Regions from separate parts of the Pelodiscus sinensis genome. Here region 2 is linked to region 1. A link is a contact called in public Hi-C data. All regions are on one chromosome and are shown on one strand. Each heading gives the region's core, a stretch centred on a gene start, on an enhancer-like site or on the middle of the called end of the contact. The rest is flanking DNA. Distances are from core to core; before and after follow the strand shown. Region 1 holds the start of AXDND1 (axonemal dynein light chain domain containing 1). Region 2 holds the start of TOR3A (torsin family 3 member A).

Region 1 (5,396 bases), core at 1,771-4,270:
ATTATAAGTGTTCTATGTACAGTTGTGAAGCTTACTTTCACAATCTCTTAACCATCCATGAAAGGGGAAGCTTCCATTTTGGAATGCCACCCAATACAATGTTGGTAACATCACAAAAATCAGTATAAATGTGAGATTATTCTGTACCCAGCTGCCTGCATATATGAAATATGTAATGATTCATAAGGGTATTGCATATAGGACTGTAGAGCCACACAGAATCTTCATGCCTAATGTCTTTGCTGCTGCTTTAACCCTCCCCCCCCATCACCAAGCTGTCTAGCTTCCATTGTGAAGATAGATTTAGAGCTGAAAGAAATCCTGCCTTTTATCTCTTTAAATTGTACACTGTTCTGTAAGGATTGTTAAAATAAACCTAATTGTTCTCCCTTTGAAAAAAATCTTCGATTTGAGGCAGGGTGGCTGCGATAGGAAGAGGCAGTATTAACCTATTAATGGGGAGTAAATCATTTGGCTTTGATCTCTGAATGTAAATGAATTGGAAGAGGGAATGGTTTCAATGTGTATTCTTTCAGATGTCTCAGGATTATGCAGTTGGTCAGTTGGATACCTGCAGTCTCTATCCAGTACACTGTGTCTTTGCTGTTGAGAGTCCACAACCCTGCTGGTCTCCTTCCTGGAGCAGATTCTGTTTAATCAGAGTGGCCAGCAGAAGGAAAGTGTACAAATAGCACTGAGTAGAGGAAACTAAACTGCACTCTGCAGGGCAGTGGTACGAATAGCTCTGTTATGAAAGCTGGAATAACTACCAAGAGATGCCTGTTGTGAGAGATGTGATTCTGTTACTGTCTGCAGTGTATCAACCTGTAAAATGTTCTGTCATGCAGAAATGCTGTTTATATAATCTACTGTATTTCAGCAGTTGAAAATATATTTTGCTATTTAGGAAAGATGTGTATGAGTCTGTTCTCTCTAGCCTCCCTAGGGCCTGTGTTACTTCAGGGGACGGCCAGGCTGCATCCATCTTACTGGAGTGAGGGGAGGGTGAAGAATATTGTTCCTGGCTGTTGGGGCACAGGGGTGAGAGAGACTTCCTCCCAATCTGTGCAGCAACGTGCTTCCTTGAGCCAGACCATGGGTACTTGGCAGTCACTGGGGCAAACTCTACTTGCTCAAAAGCAGTGGGCTGTGCCCACGAAAGCTCATGATACCACCTATATGTTTTGTTAGTCTATCAAGTGCTACCAGACCATTTGTAGTTTAAGTTTATCCTGTACCGACTAACTCGGCTACCCCCTGAAGCTATTGCATAGAGTTCTTGTGTGCCTGTTCTGGAGCACTCTGGATAGTGTCTGTCCTGGAGCACTATGCATTAAGGAGGGATATTGGAGGAGGGATGTAAAGGAGTCCTGGAGTAGACAATTAATTGATAAGGCTTATCAGTTAATCTTCCCTACTAGCATTTACCCTCCCCGCTGCCTCTGTATTAGAGGCAGCAAGGAGGGGGGGCTCAAAAGCCAGTCCCCCCTCCGCCCCCAGCACTGGCTTGGCAGTGCAGCCTGTCTGTCCAGCCCTCTGCGCTGCTGCCTCAGTGAGAGGTAGCAGCACAGGGGAGGCTGTGAAGAAGCTTCTGCCCAGGGTGGGCCATGGCTCACCGTGGACAGTCTTGCTTCATGGCAACCCCTTCTACCCCTCAGCAGTCTCTCTGGCCACAGGAGCTGGACCCCCCACAGACAGCCAGGGGCTGTTTCCACCTCCCACTGCTGCCTCTATCAGGGGCACGGGGGAGCTGGTATTTAAATGGGCTCCCCTCGCAGATCAGCTCCCATCTGGCACCCCACACTTCTACCTCTAATACCCTCTGCCCTGCTGCCTCTATTTCCTGGGTGTAAGGCCGGATTGCATTGACTGCCAGCACAGCCTCACAGTAATATCAAATAACTCATGCAATTAGTTGACTATTTTATTACCAGTGATCTAATCCATAGGAGGGGATGTTTGGGAACGGGAAGAACTCTTGTGCTGAATCACAAGTTCCCCTGGTGCACAGGTCTCTAGGTACAGATTCAGGGCACAAAGTAACTCCCAATTCTAAGTCTGCTTCCTCTTGTCATTGTTTAAGAACAGTCCTAGAAGCTGCATTTCCCTCAATCCTGTTCTCCTACCGTGGATCCCCTGCAATGGCCAACTATCTGCAAGTGGTCCCTTGGGGATAAGATTCGTTTAGATGCCAAGAAAAGGTGGGGGAAGTTGGCTCCTGTCTCTCTGAATCCACAAGCTAAAATTAAGTCCAGTTGATTTGCCTGGGGCTGCATTTTGGCCTCAGCCAGCTCTCACAGCCTTGTCAGATTTCCCATCCCAGCAGGAGAGGAGACCCAAACTTTCCTTAGGGTAGACCATTTCCTTAGGGTAGACCTTTGCCAGGCACCCACATGCTGTGCCTGTTGGGCAGTTCCCACATCTGCCCATCTCAGCTTGCTCTGCCCAAGTGAACTACACTGTACTACGGACTAAGGATGTTAAGTAACAGTTAATTGACTAGTCAAGTAAGGTACTTCCGCGTTCCTCCTTTGAAATGTACAAGAGCCCCGGCTCTTGTATACTTCAAAGGAGGAATGCAGAACTCTGTGTGTAGCTGGGGTGTCCTGCTGCCTCTAGCCTGCACTCAGCATTCCAGCTTTGAAATGTACAAGAGGCCCCAGTGGGGGAATCTTGTGCATTTCTAAGCAGAAGCACCCTCATAAAGCCTGGGGTCAGCAGGGGCCTCAGAGTCCCCAGGCTCCATGCTGCCCTGTCAAATTTGAAATGCCAAGCGAAGCTGGGGTCAGCGCTGACTGGGTTCCATGCAGCATTTCCCCAGAACCTGGGGTCAGCTGAGGCCTCCCCAGCTCATCCTGGGTCCCGGCCTCAGCTGTGCACTGCTGCTGCTTTGAAGTACCCCCTTCTTCCCCCCTTTACTGCATCAAGGGGGGGGAGAATCAACTAGTCCACTGCCTGTCCAATAAGCAAATGCTGAACATCGCTACTATGCAGGGCGCTGCCCGGACTTGTAGCTAAAGCAGCTTCCCCACATCCGGCGGAAGCCCAGTGCTGCTCCCCGGCTTTGGGCAGCCACGTGTGCTGCACCCTTGGGCGTCCTAGCTAGTGGCGCCAGCCGGCAGCTCGGCTCACGTGAGGCCTGGAGCGTGGCGGGAGCACGCATGGTTCCAGCCGCGCAGGCGCAGCTCAGCCTGCACGGGGGCGGGTGAAGCGCGGGGGCTTTGCTGAGGTGCCCAAGCCACTGCCTGATCCCTGCCACCCCTCCCTTCCTCGCTGCCACGGCCGCCGCGAGAAAGCTGGGCGGGAACAGTCGCGCGAAGCGGCTGCCGGGGCAGGGCTCTTCCACCTCATGAGGCGTGGCCGGGACAGCTATGGCCGAGGACCCCCCCCTGCGTTTCCATAGTAACCGGCGAAACGGGAAGAGGCGGGCCCGTGCGCGCTGGTAAAGGGAGTCCCGCCAGCTCCCGGCATCCCCTTCGGCGGGGCAGGGGGCTGTGCCCGCTAGGGGAGCGGCTCGTAGCCCCGCCCGGGGAGGGGCTGGCGGTGCCGTTGGGGGGGCGGGGCTGAGCGAGTGAAGAAGCGGGTGGGCCCGATCCCCGGGCTGGAGAAGCGGGTTGTGTCTACACTGGCAGCTTCTTGCACAAGAACGTCTTGTGCAAGGGTTCTTGTGCAAGAAGTCTTGCACAAGAAAACGTGCACACTGCCACGTGCCAGCTGTGCGTTTGCACAAGAGCATCCAGGGCAGTGCGGGCGCTCTCTCAAACAGGAAAGCTTTGATGGCCACTTTAGCCATAGGGCTTTCTAGCCCAAGAAACCCCTGCCCAGTGTCCACACTGCCCTCTTGCACAAGAGCGCTTACACTTGTTAGACAACAGCGTAGCCCTTGTGCAAGAAGCCCTCTCTTACCACGCCGTACTGTAAATCGTCTTGCGCAAGAGCGGGCGGGCAGTGTGGACGTTCTGCGGATTCTTGCACAAGAGCAACTGTTCTTGTGCAAGAACCCGCCAGTGTAGACATAGCCTTAGCTGCATCTTATAGGTAGCTCTCAAGACATAAAAGTCAGAATACAGTTGGTGAAGTGGGAGAGATCAGATCTGTTTCAGTAAATACTGAGGGGGTCGCAGTACACTTCAGATGTGTCCCACACACACGCACGGTGGTGTCATGCATTTGACCAGTGCTTCACTCTAAGCAAATTAGAAAGAAATGTAAAGGCAAAAAAAATGCATGGGAGGATGATGCACTGGTGATGATGGAGGAGCACAGGTTGTCATTAGGTCTAATCGTTTTACAAAACTAGGTTCTACAGTAGAATGGCTTGGCACTGGAAATTAAAAAGTAAATTGCAAAATAGATACAGATTTGAATCTCTGTACTCCAGCACTCTCTGGTCTGGCAACGTCTGTGGTTTGGTGTGATTTTAGTTAGCTAGATGTCCACTTGTCACGCGGGGAGCCAGGTTTCCCATGGTCCCACAAAGTTTTACAGCCACTAGCTTTGGCGCTTAGTGTCCTGTGCCGTTATTTTGCTCTAATTTACCCCTAAATGTCTTCTAAGAGCTCAGTAAGCAGTAGAAGTTCCACAAATTCTTTGGTTCAGCACAAGTCAGATCCCAAGGGTACTGAACTAGAGAGGTTAAACCTGTACTAGAGTCCAATTCAGTGTAATCGAAGCAGGTGCATGTGAAATGGTTAGTGACTGCTTCATGTTAAATATTAAAACCACACCTTTAAAAATAATTTTGGATGCATACCAAAGGGTTTTGGAACTTGATAACATCCAGAATTGGATCTTTAACTCCCTTTTTATTTGGAATTGCCTCCACACCAAAGAATCATGCCCTGTTCCTGGCTCTGACACTTCCCGTACCACACACCAAAGTTTTATTTCTATAAAAAATGATAAATCCCGGAAACTATTTTGATTTAATTTTGCTTGCAGGTTATTTCGTCACTGAGAATTTCCTTGAATAAATGAATAGTAACTGCTCACCATGTCCCTCAGTCAAATGCCAGTTACTGGGCTGCCAGCTATATCCACACCAGAGGGCAGAAAAATGAAAGGTAGCTTATCTCTGGTACCTGTCAGCAGGACAAATGCAGGTAAATCTTAGCTGGGGTCCAGATAGTGCTTTATTAACTATAAGTGGGGCACTCCTTAATAGTCGTTCACAGATGTCTCAGTCACCATGGCTTTTGCAGGAAATTGACCTTTAGCAATCCCTACTAAGAGGTTGATAAACAAGAGAGTGCAGTCTGAAAGTGGGGAGTACCTTCTTGTTTTTATATATTCACCATGTTCAGGTGGATCATGTAACTCTTACATTTACATCTGTGGTGTGAATATAATTTCAGCCCTGAGCGGACACAAAAGTTGTATCCACATCTGATCTGCCA
Region 2 (5,631 bases), core at 2,606-5,105, 180 kb before region 1:
GTAGATGTTTCTCAGACTAAGGACTTGTCTAGACAAACAGTGGCCCCAGTTTAATGTGGGGTGTTTTTAAAACTTACGTAGTTGAGCTGAGGCAGATATCTACGTTTATTTTAATATGGTAAGGAACTGGTTTCAACTAAGTTGATATAAGGCAAGTTTAAAATGTGTCTATACAGGGTTTTTTGAACTAGATTTTAAAATGGTTGGTTTGGTTAAACCATGGGTTCCCAAACTGGGGGGTGAAGAAATTCCGGGGGAGGGGGGGGTGAGGTGACCCAGCCCCCCCATCAATCTCCCTCCCCCAAGTTTTGCTATTTTTGTTTCTCATCTCCCATCAGTTCCTTTTTTCCCCCCCTCAACAAGTTTTGCTGCTATTTTTGGGGGGGCGGGTGAGGGTTTCTCAAAAATCAAAAAGGGGGCGTGATGCCTAAAAGTTTGGGAACCACTGGGTTAAATTATCTATCTTAAACTAGTAATAGAGATGTAGCCGTGTTAGTCTGGTCTTGCTTGTTAGTCTTTAAAGTACTGCATAGTCCTGTCTTTTGTTGCTTAAACTGGTTCAACTTTGTAGAGAAACCATAAGGTATAGGCAGGTTGGCATTAAATCAGTGCTCATTATTTAGGCATAGGGTTAGAGGTGTTACATTTACATAGATTTTTAAAACCAAAAAGGAAATTATGTTTATATAGGCTGATCTCCTGCATAGCATAGGTCACATTTCATCTTGAACATAAGAATGTAAGAATAGCTGTACTGGGTCAGACCAAAGGTCCATCTAGCCCAGTAGCCTGTCTGCTGACAGTGGCCAGCACCAGGTGCCCCAGAGGGGGTGGACTGAAGACAATGATCAAGCGATTCCTGCCTGGTTTTCAGAGCAAGTTTTCCTTTCCAACCTGCTGGACAATTCCTGTGGATTGAGACCACGATTTGTAATATTTGTAACAACCTCTAGATGGTGGTGTATTCCTTTGGATAGCTTGCTCACTTTTGAATTGCTCTGGTGTACCACCACCTGAAATGAATGAATTCCCAGCCTTATTTAAAAACTGACCGTTGCAGTTTCCCACGAGCAGTTAGATGTCCTGAAAATGTACTCCATGTCTAGGGATTGAATCTCCAGCTCTAAGCTATGGAGGCGCAGGAGTGGATGATAAGGAGGACTGGAATATAACAAGTGACCGTGACCTTGTCCTCACTAAATGTAGGTGCTAGTCTTTCACTACTCCCAAGGCAAGCTGTGCCAGACAGCATCTGGATTTATGAATGGCTGCTGTACAGGGACTCTATCTCCAGGTTTCATTCCTAACTGCACATCACTTTTCTTTGATTGCCAGGTGTCTGGTATTTAACCAGACAGCCCGGTATTTGTGCCTTCCATCTGGTAAAAATATTCATAAAATATTGGACATCTAAAATGTCCAGTACAGGCAGTCCCCGGGTTACGTACAAGATAGGGACTGTAGGTTTGTTCTTAAGTTGAATCTGTATGTAAGTCGGAACTGGCGTCCAGATTCAGCCGCTGCTGAAACTGATCAGTTTCAACAGCGGCTGAATCTGGATGCCAGTTCTGACTTACATACAGATTCAACTTAAGAACCCCAGGCATCCCCAAGTCAGCTGCTGCTGAAACTGATCAGCGGCTGATTCCAGGAAGCCCGGGGCAGGAGCTTCCTGTAGTCAGCCACTGGTCAGTTTCAGCAGCAGCTGACTTGGGAATGCCTGGGGCAGAGCAGCTGGGGTTCTGCTGGGTTGGTCCAGTAGCGCCGCCGCTCCTCGGCGCTACTGGACCAACCCAGCAGCACCCAAGCTGCTCTGCCCCAGGCGTCCTGATTCAGCCGCTGCTGAAACTGACCAGCAGTGGCTGAATCAGGACGCCTGGGGCAGAGCAGCTAGGGTGCTGCTGGGTTGGTCCAATAGCGCCCAGAGCGGCGCTACAGGACCAACCGGCAGCGCCCCAGCTGCTGTACCACAGGCGTCTGGAGCAAAGCCGCGAGCACGGGGGCAGCGGGACAGCCCAGATGCGCCATGGCTGTCCTGCTGCCCTCGGGCTCCGCGGCTTTGCTCTGCTTTGCTCCCCGTCCCCCTGGTCTGCAGACCAGGGGGACGGGGAGCAAAGCAGCGGAACACGCGGGCAGCAGACAGCCCAGACGCGCATCTGGGCTGTCTGCTGCCCGCGTGTTCCGCCGCTTTGCTCCCCGTCCTTCTGGTCTGCAGACCAGGGGGACAGGGAGCAAAGCAGAGCAAAGCGGCGGAACATGCCGGCAGCGGACAGCCCAGACGCGTCTGGGCTGTCCGCTGCCTGCGTGCTCCGCCGCTTTGCTTCCTCTCCCTGGTCTGCTGGAGACCAGGGAGAGGGCCCCGTTCGTAACTGCGGATCCGACATAAGTCGGATCCGCGTAACTCGGGGACTGCCTGTATTTTCTATTTTTCCCGAAGCCTGTCTTGGGCGCCTGACGGAATTTTTTCCTGGCGTTTTGGGGGCGGGGGGAGGTTTGGTATTTTTTGTGAAACCATCTAGCAACCCTACTTTGCTCCAATATTAATCTCACTTTATATGCAATCCTAGAATCTCCTTTCTTTAAAAGTACAGACTAAGGATGCCTTAGGGGAACAGGTTTACATGATGAGGCTGCTTGCTTCTTGGACTAGCTAAGCCTGGGTGTGTCAGGCCTTACTTAGTGTGGGCTGTATGTTTTCTCCTTTGGTAGCTAAGCCCTTGCAAAGTGCAGCTGGAATCTATTCCTATCTGCTCTCCTGTAGCTGATTCTGTGGGTGCCTGCATTTCCATGGTAAAAGATCAGTGACTCTTGTCTAAAGTCATACAGCAAGGAATAGGACGCCCCTCCCCCATCCCTACCTACTTTAACTATGAAGATATTTACCTTCCCTTTTGAAGGCAGTGAGCTGTAGGGCAGATAGAAAAGCTCTGCAACTATTCTGGCCTATTTTAGGATGGCAGCGTATTCCTCCAGCGCACCCCAAACTATAAAGAAAAAATCAATTACTGTAGAAAGGAATCAATTAGCACAGGCCATGTATGGCAGAAGGCAGCTGTGCACTTGGGCCTCTGCTGAGGAGAAATTCCAATGCTGCGCAGCTGATAGAGTACTCACAGCGTTGTACTTCTCCTGGTTGTGCATATTTGCACATGCCTTGGTGCACATAATTTATTCCACATACAGATGGAAAAAAATCCACCCATAGAATCATAGAGCTGGAAGAGACCTCAGAAGGTCATCAAGTCCAGCCCCCTGCCCTAGGCAGGACCAATTCCAACTACATCAACCCGGCCAGGGCTTTGTCAAGCCTCTAGGGATGGAGACTCCACTACTTCCCTAGGTAACCATGGATGGAAAAGATTAGAGGAAATATTGGTGGAAGGGCCTTAGCTACCCTGTCTGTGGGTGATGGTGTCTGGCACTGCTCTAGCATGCGCTGTGCAGACCCAGTGAGGAAAGGACAATGCAAGAGGGGCTCACCCTTCCTCTGGGCATGTTCCCAGCTGAGGCCAGGATCTGGCCCCTCTCGTTCTGCAACGCAGCCTTTAAAACCTGAGGCTCTTAGATTGCAAATCACTGGGCTTCCCAGAGGAGAAAACCGCCGGGCATCGCTCCAGGGCCGGGCCAATTGGAGGCGGTTGCCTTAAGCCCCATTGTCGTCGGAAGGGGGCAGCCCGGCCCGCGAGGAGCCCGTGCTCGGCCAAGCTGCGGGAAAGCGCCAGGCGCGAGTGGAGCCGCGGGCTGGGGGAGCGCCCCGCCCCGTGCAGGGCCACGTGTCCCCGGGGCTCCCCTGGCCCTAGTGGGCGGCGCGCTGGCCCCACCCTGCCCGGCCCGGGGGCGGTAGCGGGCTCGGCGCCGGCCGGGGAGCCATGGCGCGCGGGGCCGGGCTGCTGCTGCTGCTGCTGCTGCTGCTGCTCTGCTGCCTCGGGCGGGGCCGGGCGCCTGGGGACGCGGGGCCGGAGGTGCGCGACCTCCCGGGGCAGCCCTGGCGGGAGCAGGGCTGCAAGCAGCCGCGGGAGGAGCCCAGCCGGGAGCCGCAGGGTGAGGAGCTGCCCCCCCCTCGCCCTGGCGCTGCAGGGCCCTTCCCGCACCGGCAGAAACCCAGCCGGGCCGGCCCCAGGGGCTGCGTGTTCCCACCGCTGTTGGGGGGGGCAAAGCCCGGGTCACCAGGGAGCTCCAGAGGGGCAGGCGCCGCGCGCCCCTGTGTGTGTCTGAGCGCGCGCTGCTCCCTAATTCATTTCCGTGGCTCAGGGCTCGTGCGTCTACTTTGCTGCCGTCTGACCCGCCAGCACAGCCTGAGGGAGGAAGCAGGCCCTGCTGAGCTGTGTGGATTCATTTGCCTGGGATCTTAAAGGGGGTTTCCAACCCGAGAGGTGGTGTCCTGTGGGGCTTAGCCCCTAGCGTAATGGGGATTTCACCATTTTGACTGAGTGTCCTTCCCAGAGGTGAAAAGTAACAGGGAAATAGCCATGTTAGTCTGATCTTGGTAAAACCAAAAAAGTCATGTAGCACTTTAAAGACTAACAAGAATCTTTATTAGGTGATGTGGGGCAGACACACTTCTTCAGATCATATTCTGAAAGCGAATAGGCATAGCCATTATGTAACAGATGGATACAATGAAAAAGTAAACAAAATATACAGTAAGGAATCAGATACATAGCATAGAAGGTGGGGGCGAGGGGGGAGAAGTGACAAGGAAGGAGGAAATTGCTTATTGTAAGTGTCATTAAGTGGCTTCTCTGGAGTTACTACAATATGAACAGGTGGAGAAGGCTGTCTTTGTAATGTGTAAGGTAATTATCTAAATTAAGGCCCATTCGCAACATGTCAAATTTTAGTTCTGAAGTCTCTCTGTAATCTGCTGTTGTAGTAAGCCGCATGTTGTTAGGTGTTTAAGGGAATGGCCAGTTTGATTAAAATGTAGGCTAATAGGTTTTTCTGTGTGGAGATGTGTGATGTCTAATTTGTGAGCATTAATTCTCTGGTGAAGTGACTGAGCAAGTTGTCCAGTATACATCACAGAGGGACATTGGTGGCACATAATGGCATATATCACATTGCTGGACGTACAGGAATATGAGCCCTTGATCGTATAACTGACATGGTTAGGTCCAGTGATGGTGTCTCCAGAGTAAATATGTGGACAAAGCTGGCAACAGTGTTTGTTGCAAGGGAAAGTTCCAGCATTAGTTTTATTGTTGTATGCCCTGTGGTGGTTGCTGTATTGGAACTTGGGAGACCCAGGTTCAGTTCCCTGTTCTGTGTAACCTTGGGCAAGTCACTTAGTCTCTGTCCAACTCACAGGTCAACCCACAACCACAGGGCATACCACAGATAAGCCATTTATTTGACGCTTACAATAAGTAATTTCCTCCTTCCTTGTCACTCCCCCCAACCCCCATTTTCTATACCTATTCACTTTCAGAATATGATCTGAAGAGAAGTGGGTCTGCCCATGAAAGCTTGTCACCTATTAAAGCATCTTGTTAGTCTTTAAAGTGCTACAAAAGACAGGACTATGTCCAGACTAACACGGCTAGACCAGACTAACACGGCTACATCTCTATTACTTTAAAGTACTACATGACTACTTTTTGTCTTCCCAGAGGTGTGTGTAGTTACCCTCAG

Evidence for each region. A called contact is a pair of places that touch in the nucleus more often than the background predicts.
Region 2: a contact with region 1 is called in a Hi-C map of an unstated tissue, with 7 times the contacts expected there. The contact joins the promoter of TOR3A here to the promoter of AXDND1 in region 1. A contact is called at or near these places in 3 of 5 Hi-C or Micro-C datasets (liver and an unstated tissue).

The regions. Positions count from the first base shown.
Region 1 is chr9:59,722,251-59,727,646 of ASM4963464v1, reverse strand. It overlaps AXDND1 (axonemal dynein light chain domain containing 1), which reads left to right and starts at 3,020. Exons shown (of 26, transcript XM_075936848.1): 1 at 3,020-3,442; 2 at 4,942-5,102. The coding sequence starts at 4,994.
Region 2 is chr9:59,901,085-59,906,715 of ASM4963464v1, reverse strand. TOR3A (torsin family 3 member A) reads left to right here and starts at 3,855. Exons shown (of 6, transcript XM_075936855.1): 1 at 3,855-4,041. The coding sequence starts at 3,870.